3 separate regions of the Mus musculus genome follow, and regions 1 and 3 are each linked to region 2. A link is a contact called in public HiChIP or PLAC-seq and promoter capture Hi-C data. All regions are on one chromosome and are shown on one strand. The core of a region is the stretch at or near the end of the contact, and the rest is flanking DNA. Distances in the headings are between cores, read along the strand shown. Region 1 holds the start of Trim13 (tripartite motif-containing 13). Region 2 has its middle 2.3 kb from the start of Gm35419. Region 3 holds the start of Spryd7 (SPRY domain containing 7).

The links. Promoter capture Hi-C pulls out the DNA fragments that hold promoters and counts their contacts. HiChIP or PLAC-seq counts read pairs in DNA pulled down with a chosen protein or histone mark.
Region 1: a contact with region 2 is called in a promoter capture Hi-C map of neural stem cells. The contact joins the promoter of Trim13 here to the enhancer-like site in region 2. A contact is called at or near these places in 5 of 39 promoter capture datasets (the 3T3-L1 cell line, embryonic stem cells, hippocampal neurons and 2 more), 1 of 484 Hi-C or Micro-C datasets (bone marrow-derived macrophages), 4 of 115 datasets of contacts at active chromatin or transcription factors (embryonic basal ganglia, embryonic stem cells, neural progenitor cells and 1 more) and 3 of 9 other capture datasets (adipose tissue, liver and macrophages).
Region 3: an H3K27ac HiChIP or PLAC-seq map of extraembryonic endoderm stem cells shows a contact between it and region 2, with 6 times the contacts expected there. The contact joins the promoter of Spryd7 here to the enhancer-like site in region 2. A contact is called at or near these places in 9 of 39 promoter capture datasets (the C10 cell line, HPC-7-derived erythroid cells, embryonic stem cells and 5 more), 1 of 484 Hi-C or Micro-C datasets (cortical neurons) and 4 of 115 datasets of contacts at active chromatin or transcription factors (astrocytes, bone marrow-derived macrophages, differentiating embryonic stem cells and 1 more).

The regions. Positions count from the first base shown.
Region 1 is chr14:61,597,419-61,601,311 of GRCm38.p6, reverse strand. Trim13 (tripartite motif-containing 13) reads right to left here and starts at 1,800. Exons shown (of 3, transcript NM_023233.3): 1 at 1,742-1,800; 2 at 1,417-1,518.
Region 2 is chr14:62,171,202-62,175,519 of GRCm38.p6, reverse strand. No RefSeq gene overlaps it. Among named protein-coding and RNA genes, the nearest start is that of Gm35419, 2.3 kb to the right of the region's middle. Within about 2 kb of position 1,464, at least 44 of the 459 cell types and tissues checked have an H3K27ac peak or open chromatin away from gene starts, as enhancers often do. A contact at or near this core is called in extraembryonic endoderm stem cells and neural stem cells, where this site is marked.
Region 3 is chr14:61,554,682-61,558,726 of GRCm38.p6, reverse strand. Spryd7 (SPRY domain containing 7) reads left to right here and starts at 1,841. Exons shown (of 5, transcript NM_025697.4): 1 at 1,841-2,206. The coding sequence starts at 2,101.

The DNA of each region.
Region 1 (3,893 bases), core at 551-3,050, 570 kb after region 2:
TCCAGAAAGTAAGTCAAAAATTTAGTATTCTAACCCAGGCGTAGTGGCAGACACCTTAAGCCAAACCCAGCACTCTGAATGCAGAGGAAGGCAGATACGTTAGTTCAAGGCCAGCCTGGTCTAACTAGGAAACTGTCACAAAAAGGGGGAAAAAAGATGATTTTCCTATGTTAGGAGCCGAGAATATGCTAATGGCAGAGGTATACTTAGCATGCTAAAGGCACTGGGATAGATTCCCAAAACAAAGTTTACTCCATAGATTTCTAAAAATCTCTTATAGTTTTCACAAATATGTTTTATCTTTTACAAAATGAGGATCTTTACAATACTATCTTCATATTACTTGAAAATAAATACAACTAGGGTACCAGAAACACAGAAGCATGAACTGCGGTGGGTCAGAGACCCTTTCACAGAGCAGGGCTGAGGTTGCAGCTCACTGAAAGCGCTTGCCCAGAGTGAGCAACTTCCAGACCTACCAGAAAATACATGGATGGAAAGAACAGTTGGGAAGGAAGGCTGAAGACATGGGTCTTCTGGGCCTGGACCTGTTACTTTCAGTGCAAAACACTGACCAAAATCAACTGACACTTGCAGGTTACAATCAGTCCATCACTGAGGTAAGTCAGAGCAGGAACTCAAGGCAAAACAAACTGCTCTCTATTCCCCACAACAATGCCTTCCACCATGGAACCCACTCCCAACCAGCAGACACCATCAAGAATGTGGATGGCTGCCTGTCCATAATGGGCTCCTGCTTAGCTGGTTCATCAGCCTAAAGATAGAGCTGCCCACAGTGTGCCCAGTGTAAATGAAGACATATCCACAGACCAATCTGAAAAACAATTACTCAGTTCAGATTGTTTTCAGGTGATATTAGGCTGTGTGAAACTGATGCTTAGCATTAAATAGGGCAGAGGTGTAGTTCCCGGGTAGACTGTGATAGCATACTCCAAGGTGTAATTTAAAGCAAAAAAAAAGGGGGGGGGGGCATAATTGATTAATAGCCCCATTGAGTCCTAGCACAAAGAATGCCTATATATTGACATTCTGTTTTAAAAGCACTCCTCATACAAATGTCTAGAAAGCTGCAGGAATCTAAAGCCCTGCTCTACAGCCCCAGTAGCTGGACAACTAAGACAAACCACACAGAAGAAATGTTGCTGGATTTGTTTCCTTTAGAGCATACTTTTTTTAAATTATATATAGTAATTACCAAAAAAATGAATGGCAAGCATGGATTTTTGAATCCATGAGTTTTGAAATATGAAAAGAACAAAGGCCCTATTATTAAAGGAGGTGGTGAAGATATACTTATTCTTTTTATTTCCATCTGGAATGGTCCTAGGACTAATAAAATCGGGTATTTTTCCCCTTCATAAATACCAGAACATAAAGAAAAATAATACGGTTTACCTTTGTTCCAGGCAAGTATATGCTTTTGGCAAGCTTACTATATTTTCTGTGGAGAGAGCCAGTTCGTTTTCCCTCACGTTTTGACGGTAAAACTGGAGAACACTGTAGAGAAAGGAGAAAGAGTGTCACAGGCACAGATCTGCATTCTTGGCCCCCTCCTAGCCAGGGGGCCTCCCCAGCGGCGCGCTGACCTTCCCGACCGCGACAGTAGCACCGCTGCCGCCAGGCCGTGCCGCCCGTCACCGCCCACGCAGGTGTCCCCCGGCCGCGGCAGCGGGGCCAGCGACTCCCGGCCCCCGGTCCCTACTCGGAGCACACTGCTCACCTCCACCAGCCAACTGGGGCCGGGCTGCGCCGGTGCAAAATGGACACGGCGACCACGCCCTCTGCTTCCCGCTGTCCCGCGCCTGCGCACCACCTAGGTCGCCCAGCCTCTGGATAAGTGCTCTGGTGACGCCCACGCGCCGAGTTTGGATTGCTGTATTTTTGTTGTTGTTGTTACTTGCATTTTTCAAGAACAACAAAAACAAAAACACAGCCCAACCCTTCACACCACTTTGCCTACTTTTCAGGACCCAGCGGGCTCGGCGATCTCTGGGTAGAAAACCATTGACCCAACTTTATAGAAAGGCACTACTTCCCAGCACTCGGGAGTCAGAGGCAGGCGGATTTCTGAGTTCGAGGCCAGCCTGGTCTACAAAGTGAGTTCCAGGACAGCCAGGGCTATACAGAGAAACCCTGTCTCGAAAAAAAAAAAAGAAAAGAAAAGAAAAGAAAAGAAAAGAAAAGAAAGGCACTACTACGGTTCCCCTCAGAGGCAGGAACTTTTAACTGGTTTTAAAATATCTCAATCAATCAATCAATCAATAAAAATAAAATAAAAAATAAAGAAAAACCAAAATAAAATAAGATAAAATAAAATAAAATATCTCGCCCTGATTTCCACCTCCTATGCGGAGACCGTGGTTACAGAGGATGAAAAAGATGGTTCCTATCCAAACTTGAAAGCCGGTAAATGCAGGGTGATGTGTGCTGGAGGAGCACGTCTACTCCCGCTTGGGAAGGCCTGGGCCTTTAGGAGAGCAAATTTGGGGAAAGCGCGGTTCCAAGTCATGGAAAAGCCCCTCTTGCCCCCTTCCGCCCATTGCCTGTGGTCCCGGCTACACCATTCCTAAGACCAATCCCTGTCATTTCTAACTTAGTCCTCACGAGAACGTTACAGTGGAACCAAGAGCCTTATCCTCTAAATGAACAGGTTTTCTACAAGGTGGAAAACCAAGACGAAGCTGTGGAGGGTTTCCTCAAATTCCAACGGCACGTGTAACCGTTTATGTATACCACTTGACACGTGAAGCGTAAACTGGGGTAAAAACCTGCTAGATCGGGGAGGTAGCTTCATTTTCTAAACTATATACAAAATATATATTATTTATAAGCCTGATCCTACAACTAAACTTCCAGCTCTTTAGAAACTTGTGTCATTCTACGGAGCTAATCCACCTTTCTCTTGAGTTCCTCCAAACCCAGCAGGGCCCCTTAGCGCTCTTACCTAGATTTCCGTTTTGCCCGAGTCCTGCCTGTACTCCACTGTTAGCCCAAACGCAAAGGATGATCTCTATCTCTTAACTGAAGCTCCTTCCATAAAGGCCAAAAAACAAAGGAGTGGGGGCCTCCATCCAATGGCTATAAAAAGAAGCCTCTAGCTCCTCCCCCACACCCTTGGCAGGCTGAACCACTTCACCACCAAGATGGGGGGAGGGGGGAGGGCTCCAAGACAAGTCAGTAGGAGCCAAACCACTTCACCTTTACAGTGGCTCAGGGCCACCCAACCGACATAGCCTCAGGTCAGAGAAAAGACCACAAGACTTCTCCCAAGCAATTTGCCTCAGCATTCTTACCTAAGGTTTTCTGAGGCACAGCCAAGCTGCTTCTTGTTAGGACACACCTAACTGCAGCTGATAACACAATATCTACCTAGTCTTTGATGGTTTGCTAACAGTTAGGGTTTTTTGTTTGTTTGTTTGTTTTGTTTTGTTTTTTGTTTTTTTGAGACAGGGTTTCTCTGTGTAACCCTGGCTGTCCTGGAACTCACTCTGTAGACCAGGGTGGCCTTGAACTCAGAAATCTGCCTGCCTCTGCCTCCCAAGTGCTGGGATTAAAGGCATCACCACCATGCCCAGCCTACAGTTAGGTTTTCTATGTACAGTAATCAAATATCTTGTAACAAACAGGTTCTTTCCTACAGCACCAAAAATGTCAGTGCAAATGAAAGCTTTGTCCCAGGCCCACACAAAACTTCAGGCATAATATGCTGGCAACTGGGCACAGTGGCACAGGCCTTAATCCCAGAGTTTGGGGGATGAAGCCAGCCTATTCTACATAGTATGCTCCAAGACAGCCAAAGCTACCCAGAGAAATCCTGTCTCAAAACAAAAACCAAGCTGGGCAGAGGTGGCGCTAGCCTTTAATCCCAGCAT
Region 2 (4,318 bases), core at 215-2,714:
TTCAAAGGCCAACGGTCTCCCTTCACATGATTCGGGAGACAAATGGCCTTTCTTGTCTCTGTAATGTCTGGTCCAGAAGTCTTGTTTTTCATCCTCTGCCTCCTGGGGGTGGGGTGGGGGGGGGAAGGGAGTTTAATTAGACAAAATTATCGTCAGTGAATATCCACTCCCCCCTTTTATTGGCCAAATGACCTCTTCTTAAAATATGTTTGGTGTTCTTTTCTGAACTGAGAATCATCCACCCACAGGGTTATCTGTTCCATATTTTCATCAGAAAGTCAAGGAGGTTTGGCAGTGGAACAGTAAGGTCGGCTCCATTATCTAATTTTGTCTGAGATACTTGGCTTACCAGTGGGGAAGGTGGATGGCTGGGAATCTGTAGGGGAAGCTGTAGCCTTTCTCTCTCTCTTGGGAATCTGTGGTGGGAACGGCAGAGCCTCCAAGGAGCCCCAAGGCTTTCCCTGGGGCCAGAACAGAGAAAGCTGCTGCTCTGGGCCTTTTCTTGGATGCACATAAAAGAGGTCAAAGGAAATTATAACAAAGCTTCTTTAAAAAAAAGCTAGACACTTTGATGTAATGCATTAATTCAAAGGAATGGCAAAAACATACACAAACTGGCGGGGGGGGGGGGAGAAATTCTTGTGAATATTTTTTGATCAAGTCAGGATTACTGATATTAAAGTAAATAGTGACTGGTTTTGGTATTCGGTCTGTATTTTAAATCAGTCAGTGAATACAAATATCTAAAAGCTGGCATGTGACGCTATCCCAACCCTCACAGCAGGAAGCATTAGTTCAGAGCAGTAGGGAAAATGCATATTTGAGTCCTTTAGTGACTTGTGACTGCAGAGAGCCACATCTAGCAATCAGGCAGATAGATAATGTCATCTGGGGTCATTGTGATGCCTTGTAGAATCTTTGGACAAGCTGCTTTGAGATGAGATTACTTTTGTAGAAGTACAATCCCTTTGCACTCGGTTTTGTTGACAAACAGATCAAGCAGCTGACAGAGAAGTGGCAGCGCAATGTGTTTCTTCGAAGCAGATGCTGCACTTTAGCCAAGAAAGAAAGAAAGAAAGAAAGAAAAAATCGATTCATCAGCTTGTACGTGCACATCACGAAGCGCTTAATCAGAAAGTCATGTGGGACTTTCTTTGCCATGATCATGAGACCTGGGGTTCTCAAGGGAAATGTTCCAACACGAGAAAGAAAATACACAGCCCAGAAAGCCCATGTTTTCAATTTGCTGCCGCACGGTTTAAATGATCTAAATAGGCAGCTTAATGTAGGGAGAAGGGGTCATTCAAGGTGAGAAAAATCATGTTTAATACCCCCAGCTCACGTTGGGTTGATTGTACTTTTGAAATGCGAATGACCTCAGCTGACAGCGTTCCTCTTGATAAGAGGATCCCCTGTCTGTTTCTAAATCTGTCATCTGCCAGTGACAATGGAAGCATGTCTCAGCTCCTGGCACCAGGCCCAGCTCCTCTGGGCATCATGCAGAATTCGGGGTTTGTTGGTTACTTTCTCTGTATATTGCCAATGTGCTTGCCTCCTCTAGGTGCCACCCTTTCTGTTTCCCATATGTATGCTGCATCACTACAGAGAAAAACTCGACGGCGAGGGTGTGGACTGCATCTTTCCTGGGGAACCTGCTTCAGTTTTCTCTCTATGTGGGATGGGGGGGGGGGAGGGTAGAGTTCTACAGAAACCACAGTCCTCCGATGGAAAGGGTTGCAAAGTTGAGCACTTACTTGATGCTTGCCAGCACTACAGGCAATAGAAAAGAAGTCTGGTTAAAGGCTTGTTTTGATATTCAGTTTATTTTTAGTTCTATGTTTGGGTATGTTTGGGTATACACAACATACATGTGTGTACAGGTGCTCTTGGAGACTTTGGATCCTGGGAGCTGGAGTCACAGGCTATAGTGAGTTGCTTGATGTGTGTGCTTGAAACTGCCCTTGGGTTCTCTGTAAGAGCAGTGTGTGCTCTTAAGGGCTGAGCCATCTCTCTAGCCCAAACAGTATTTATGCTTTAGAAATGCAGCATGGACTATTTTAGATGAAATTATGTAATGCCTGTAAGAAAGACTGTGGATTTATAGTTGTTGAAAATAGTTGATAGGTACAAAGGGGTCTATTAGATTAGTGTGTTTATTTTTGTGCATAGTTTATAGTCTCTATAATACACAACTTAAAAGATGGCAGGAAAGGGAGCCTTATCCTCAAATACACAAGCCCCAGTGAGGCCAGAGATGCAGCCCTTCAGACAGTAGCCAGCAGGCAGCAGGCAGCACTGCTCAGAGCTCTCTGGTGTTTGACCTCACAGTGTGGTGTCGTGTCCCTTACAGTTCTCTGTCTGTCAGACTGCTGGGATGCACCCTCTCCTTGAATTCTTCTCCCACTGACTGGGAGTCCAGTCAGGATCTGCAGAGTTCCAGCTTCACAAAACTCAAATGCCCCGAGTCACTTCTCCAAGGCCCCTAAGTCATTTTCCAAGGCCCTTAAACACAGATAGTGCATTCTCTCATAAGTCTGACTTGGGCTGTACACATGTTTCAATTTCCACCTAGTTTTATTTTCAGCCAGATCCCTATGGCCAGCAATGGCTGGAGGTCTTTCTCTTGCTGATCCTAAAGTGGCCTTTTTTCTTCCTGTGCCTCTTTCTATCCCTTTAGTTGCCCTGTGCCACGCCCCCCCCGCCCCCGCCCCCGCCCCCGGCATACTCCCCTGTGTCTTGAAAACAGTTCCCTGTTCTGTGTGATCATTTTGACTCTTGGACTCTAATCTCTATTCTGAAGCAAGTTAGGCTGAAGTACGCAGAGACAATAGTTCCAGCCTTTGGTTACCTCATGCCTAACTTAGATGCACAAGGCTCTCTGTCTGCTGTGGAACAGCAGCTGGGATTTCAGGATCAGACAGCAAACATCTCAACCTTCATCCGAGAATTGTACGCTGCACAGTGGTCAGAACTTCTGAGAAATGTTCTTAGTCCCCTTACTCATCTTTCTCCTCTGCTGGGCTGAGACTTCTCTGCAAAGCCACCAGAGGCAGGGTTCCTTGAAGGACAAGGAAGAGTAGCATGCTCACAGCACCATTATTAAAAATTAAGGAACGGAACAAGGGGAGCAAAAAAGGATGTCATGAGAATGAGCTCACATCCCTGGTACTATCTATCATCTCACTTAATACCACTTTTCACTCTTAAACTTGAGAGAAAGCAAAGGCCATATACAAAGGAGGACAGATCTTTGAGTAAAGAAATCCAGATTTCTGCCCAGCCTCGGCAGAGAGCATCCATCAAACGCTGGGTTTACTCTTGTGGTTTTTACTTTTTTTTCAGTGTCAAGAGCCTAGGACAATCCTAGCGTGGGAGTGGATGCTGACCAGACAAGTTAAAGAGATAGGAAATGGACTCCGATTTCAGTAAGAGATCCCACAGGGAAGCAGACCCACCCACCAGGAAAATTTTAGCTGTCAAATATTGTGAGATCTAAAGTAGGGGCACCAGAATCCAGGGCCGAGTGTTACAGAAGTGAAGGTCTGCTCCGCAGGTCCATTGGAGGGCAAGACCAGCCCCCTCTGTGCGGTCAGAACAAAGGCAGACTAGAGAGCCTGTAGTAGTCATGCTGAAAGTGGGAGCCCCTGAAGTTTTAAGTAATTGGGGTCCAGAGTATATTGGTGTTGGCCATTTGCCCACAGTCCTACAAAGAGTTTGTGGCAAGGCTGAGATTCGGGAAAAGCTCCTCCCACTGGGCTCTAACAGCCTCAGTGCTGCTGAGTTGCCCTCAAACATGGCTGCTTCTTTCATCCCCAGACAGGCTTGAGAGTCACTTGCGCTTCTCAGCGGGACTCTTACTTTTTGAGCCCAGGGAAAGAAGCATTCTGCAAACACTTTTCATTCCCCTCACAGCACATGCTGAGCGAAAGGCACTCTGCAAAAGTCCCTTATGGCCAAAACAAAACAAAATGTAGCATTCATTCCAACAAACTTGCAGTCAACCCTAGCCCAGAAGCAAAATCCCACGCAGAGAATATGGTCCCTCGCCGCTCACAAATCCACTCGGGAGGGACTGTGAGCGGGGGCTTGCAGCTGTGTGGAGACCAGTCAACGTTCAGCGTGGCGCTCACTGGAAATTCTACCATAAGACTTGTTTTTAATTCCACTGACACTTTGAATGTTTTCCTTGTGTACCTATTAATGGCAAGAAGGAAAGTTAAAAAACAAATAAAACAAAATAGAAAAAGAAATGTAGTGTGGGAAGAGCAAGAGAGGGAACTGTGGTGGAGGGCCAGTGAACTTGTAGGCTAGGATGTCT
Region 3 (4,045 bases), core at 592-3,091, 620 kb after region 2:
CTAATGAAACATGCAAAAAAAAATGAAGCACAAATTTGCATTTTTTAACCGAATATTTTTAGAGGGTTGTAACCTTAATTTTAAGTTTAAACTTTAAAATCTGAGATGCTAAAAGATGTGGTGAAGCAAATAAAGGGCTGGAGTTGGACCCCTGGGGTTTGTATCATACTTTGTATATTTTCTACCTTTGTGAAATTGCACAGTCATTTAACCTATTTCTTCATCTATAAAGTAGGGACAGTATTGAGCTTGAAATGTTGCAAAAAGTCTATCGTGTGGTGTGTGTGTGTGTGAGAGAGAGAGAGAGTGAGAGAGAGAGAAAGAGAGGATTATCAAGAGTACTTCAATAGATATAGAGGCAGTGAGGGAGAGGGGATAGTCTGAAATTATTTTAGCAATTACTTTGGGTATTAATTCTGTAATAACTAAGTCTCAAAGTAAAAAAAAGCCTTGGATATCTCCCTTAGTATCATAATATTTATTTATGTATTTGTTTATATTTTATGTGCATTGGTGTTTGAGGATGTCAGATCCCCTGGAACTGGAGTTGCAGACAGTTGTTGTGAGCTGCCATGTGGTTGCTGGGCATTGAACCCAGGACCTCTGGAAGAATAGCCAGTGCTCTTAACTGCTGAGCCATCTCTCCAGCCCTAAAAATATTTTTATAAATAGAAGAAACCAAAGTCTGAAATTTTTCCCTCATCCTATGGCTAAAAATCTCAATAAAGTATATTTACACTCAGGTGACTAAAAGGTTATGTATGGGAAACCATTACTAAAGAATTGGGAATTTTTGTTCAGTTTTCCAGGATTTGATGAAGACCCAGAAAACTTCCAGGGTGGGAATCTTATCTTGGAAGAGAGGTTTGAGCCAGATTCTGTTGGGACACCATGGGGTGTGAGGGATAACGACAGACAGATAACAAGTGACCCCCACTGGGGCCTTCCTTCGATATGGTAATAGGAAGCAGCAGACCCCCGTAAGAGCTGAGTTTCTCTTCACCCTCTCTCAGGGCATTCCCTTCACATTTCTAGGAACCATTGGTGCACCAGAAAGCTGAGTAAGACTGTCTGATCGGAAAGCAAGCCTGAAGACCTGAGTTCGATTCCCGGATCTCCAAGGTAGGGGGAAGAAAACCTATTTCTGAGAGTTGTCTTCAGACCTTGCCGTGGCACGAGAGCGCCTGAACGCACGTCCTGAGCACGAATATACAATAATGACTTTTTAAAAAGTCGTCTTTCGGCCCTGTCCCGACCCCTTCCCGTAGTCCCCTCATAAGGGTGACTGCTTGCAAGTCCTGGGTCCACGCAGCAATCAACCCAATGATAAACGCCGGTGCATGGAAAATGCGAAGAGCCTCGCCGCACACCCAAAGACCGGGTCCTCGGAGTCTGCGTGGCAGGATGCGGAGAGCCGGAGAGTTCCGACGGAAAACTCCCGGGCGTTTTATTAGCTCCATGCCCAAAGGAGGTCTGCCGATCCCTAAAAATCACTGCGGAGCCGCCCCAGGCAGCTACCAGTAGCGCGCCGACACAGCACGGAGCTACTACGGAGGCTGAGGCGGTCAGGGCTGGAGTTCCAGACCCTATAAACAGCACAGAAGGCCCTGTCAAACCAGCAACAACCACAGCCGCAGGGAATCCCGACGACTCTCAGCTCCACCATTCACCTGCCAGCCACAGGGCCTAGGGGAGGACGCCGCAGCACGCCTGCGCACGCCGCCACGCCCACCCCATGTCAGTCAGGCCACTGGCCACGCCCACTTTCAGAAACCCGGACCTTTTCCCCAACTCCGCCCTCTTCCAGGCGTCAGGCCACTGGCCCCGCCCTCTTTCAGTCAGTCAAGCCCGGGCCCCTGCTCGGCTCTCTACAGCGCCCTGCCCACCCGCCACACCCTCTTTGACTTGGGCTGGCCGCTGGCCCCGCCCACCTCCCGACACCGCCCCGCCCCTCCGGGCGGTCCTCGCTCCTTCGCCGGGGGACCTCGCCTCAGTCTCCGCTTCGCCTCCCGGCCCTGGCGTCGCTGTGCGGGCTGCGAGGCTCCCGCGACCCAGAAGCACTCGGGCGCGGGCGGAGCGGTGGGGCTGTGTAGCTACGCCATGGCCGCGTCGGCGTGGTGCTGCCTGCGCTGCTGCAGGGACGGCGGGACTGGCCACATTCCTCTCAAGGAGATGCCGGCCGTACAGTTGGACACGCAGCACATGGGTAAGGGCCTCCCGACTGGACCCAACCGCCCACCGAGGGCCGAGGGAAATGGGGCGGGGACCACGTGACCACGCAGCCCCCTGTGGCCTCTCTGGCCTCGGTCATCGGGCATGGGCTGTGCCAGCCTCCCAGGGCTGAATCTCTCAGAGAGGAGTCAGGTGTTCCCAGGTGAGGAAGCGGGGGCGCTCGCCCGCCCGCCCGCCATCAGTGCCCGGGTGTCGAGTGTCACCTAGTGTTTGCTGAGTCCTGTCTTCAGCACTATCAAATATAGGCTGAAGCTTGTTCTGGGGGAGTAATTTTCCCCTCACTTCCTGAAGCCCAAACAGGGCCGGTTGCAGAAGCCTGGAGTAGAGCCTCAGGTCGTAACAAGCCACTTCCACTAAAATCTCCATTGCTGGACACCTTAGTCACTGTTGGGAACGCTGTAATTTTATCTGACTCTCGCCATCGGGCCAAGCGATTGCAAAATAGAACAGTGCTCCTTCTCATCCATTTTTTTCCAGTTCCCAATGGCTTTATAATTAATTTAATAATAATTTCTCATCCAACATTCCCCCCCCCCTGTAGCATCTTTTTCTACATAGGATTACTTCAGTTCTTAGACCCTTTCCAAGCTTCTGGAATATTATCCAGGCAGATTTCCCAGAATAATTATTTCAGTTAGAGTGCTGTCTTTTTGTGTATTATTACAATAAACTAATGCATTTTTTGATTTCCCCAAATACCTCATTGTCTAAAAGACTGTATTTAAGTAACACAAGCATTCTTAATATCTACAACAAAACTCTTTTCTGCCCAGATAATCTACAAGTCTGGAAACATTGCCCATTATATTTTCTATTGCAGTACTATACGCAGTCGTCGTTTACTATGGTGTACAGTGCCACCACAAATTTACAGTCTCTAGTACAGAATTTCAGTACTAAATACCTTTAAGCCCCTATCCATCACTATAGACAGTGGATGTTCAGATCTTGTACTTTCTCTCAGGAAACATTTCTATTTAATTTATTCACTCAATGAATATGACTTTTAGGTGATAAGATACTGTATTAAGGGCTGAGATAAGACTGCAGGACTGTAGTGACTTTTGAGCCCATGCTGTGCTGTCTATTATGTAGAACAATCCTTATTCCTGGCCTTTTTCTTTTAGGAAGAACTAAGTGACCCATTGTATCTTTGCAGTTTCCCTTTCTCCTGTGCTATCCAGCACCCTCAGGTGCTGAGTGAAGAACCGGGATATGGTCTCTCAATTTCTTCCCTTCCGTGGAACTTTTTTCTTAACCTATTTTACAATAAATTGAAACTACCTTCAAGCTTGATGTGAGAATCACAATAAAAAGGAAGAGAAGTGTTGAGTTAGAAGAATGATTCAAATGCGGATTGGCCTTAACTTGAAAACATGGGAAACATACTGCTTGTGTTCAGCATAAAATTATACAACCTAAGGAATATATTTGGAGCCCGGCGTGGTGGTGTATGCCTTTAATCCCAGCACTCGGGAGGCAGAGGCAGGCAGATTTCTAAGTTCGAGGCTAGCCTGGTCTACAAAGTGAGTTCCAGGACAGCTCCCCCAAAAAAGAATATATTTGGACTTTTTTGTTTGTTTCATACTAGTTTCGTTTTGATTTATTTTGTTGGTTTCTTGGTTGCTGTTTTGTTTTTAAAGGAGAGTAGTCTCTATATTGCTCAGGTTGTCTTCAATTCCTGGCTCAAGCCACCACCACCTCAGCCTTCCACATGTCTACAGGTGTGTACCACAATGCCCTACTTGTTTTCTCACTTTCTTTCCTTTTTTTCTCTTTTTTAAAAAAATACACATTCCATATCTAAACAATG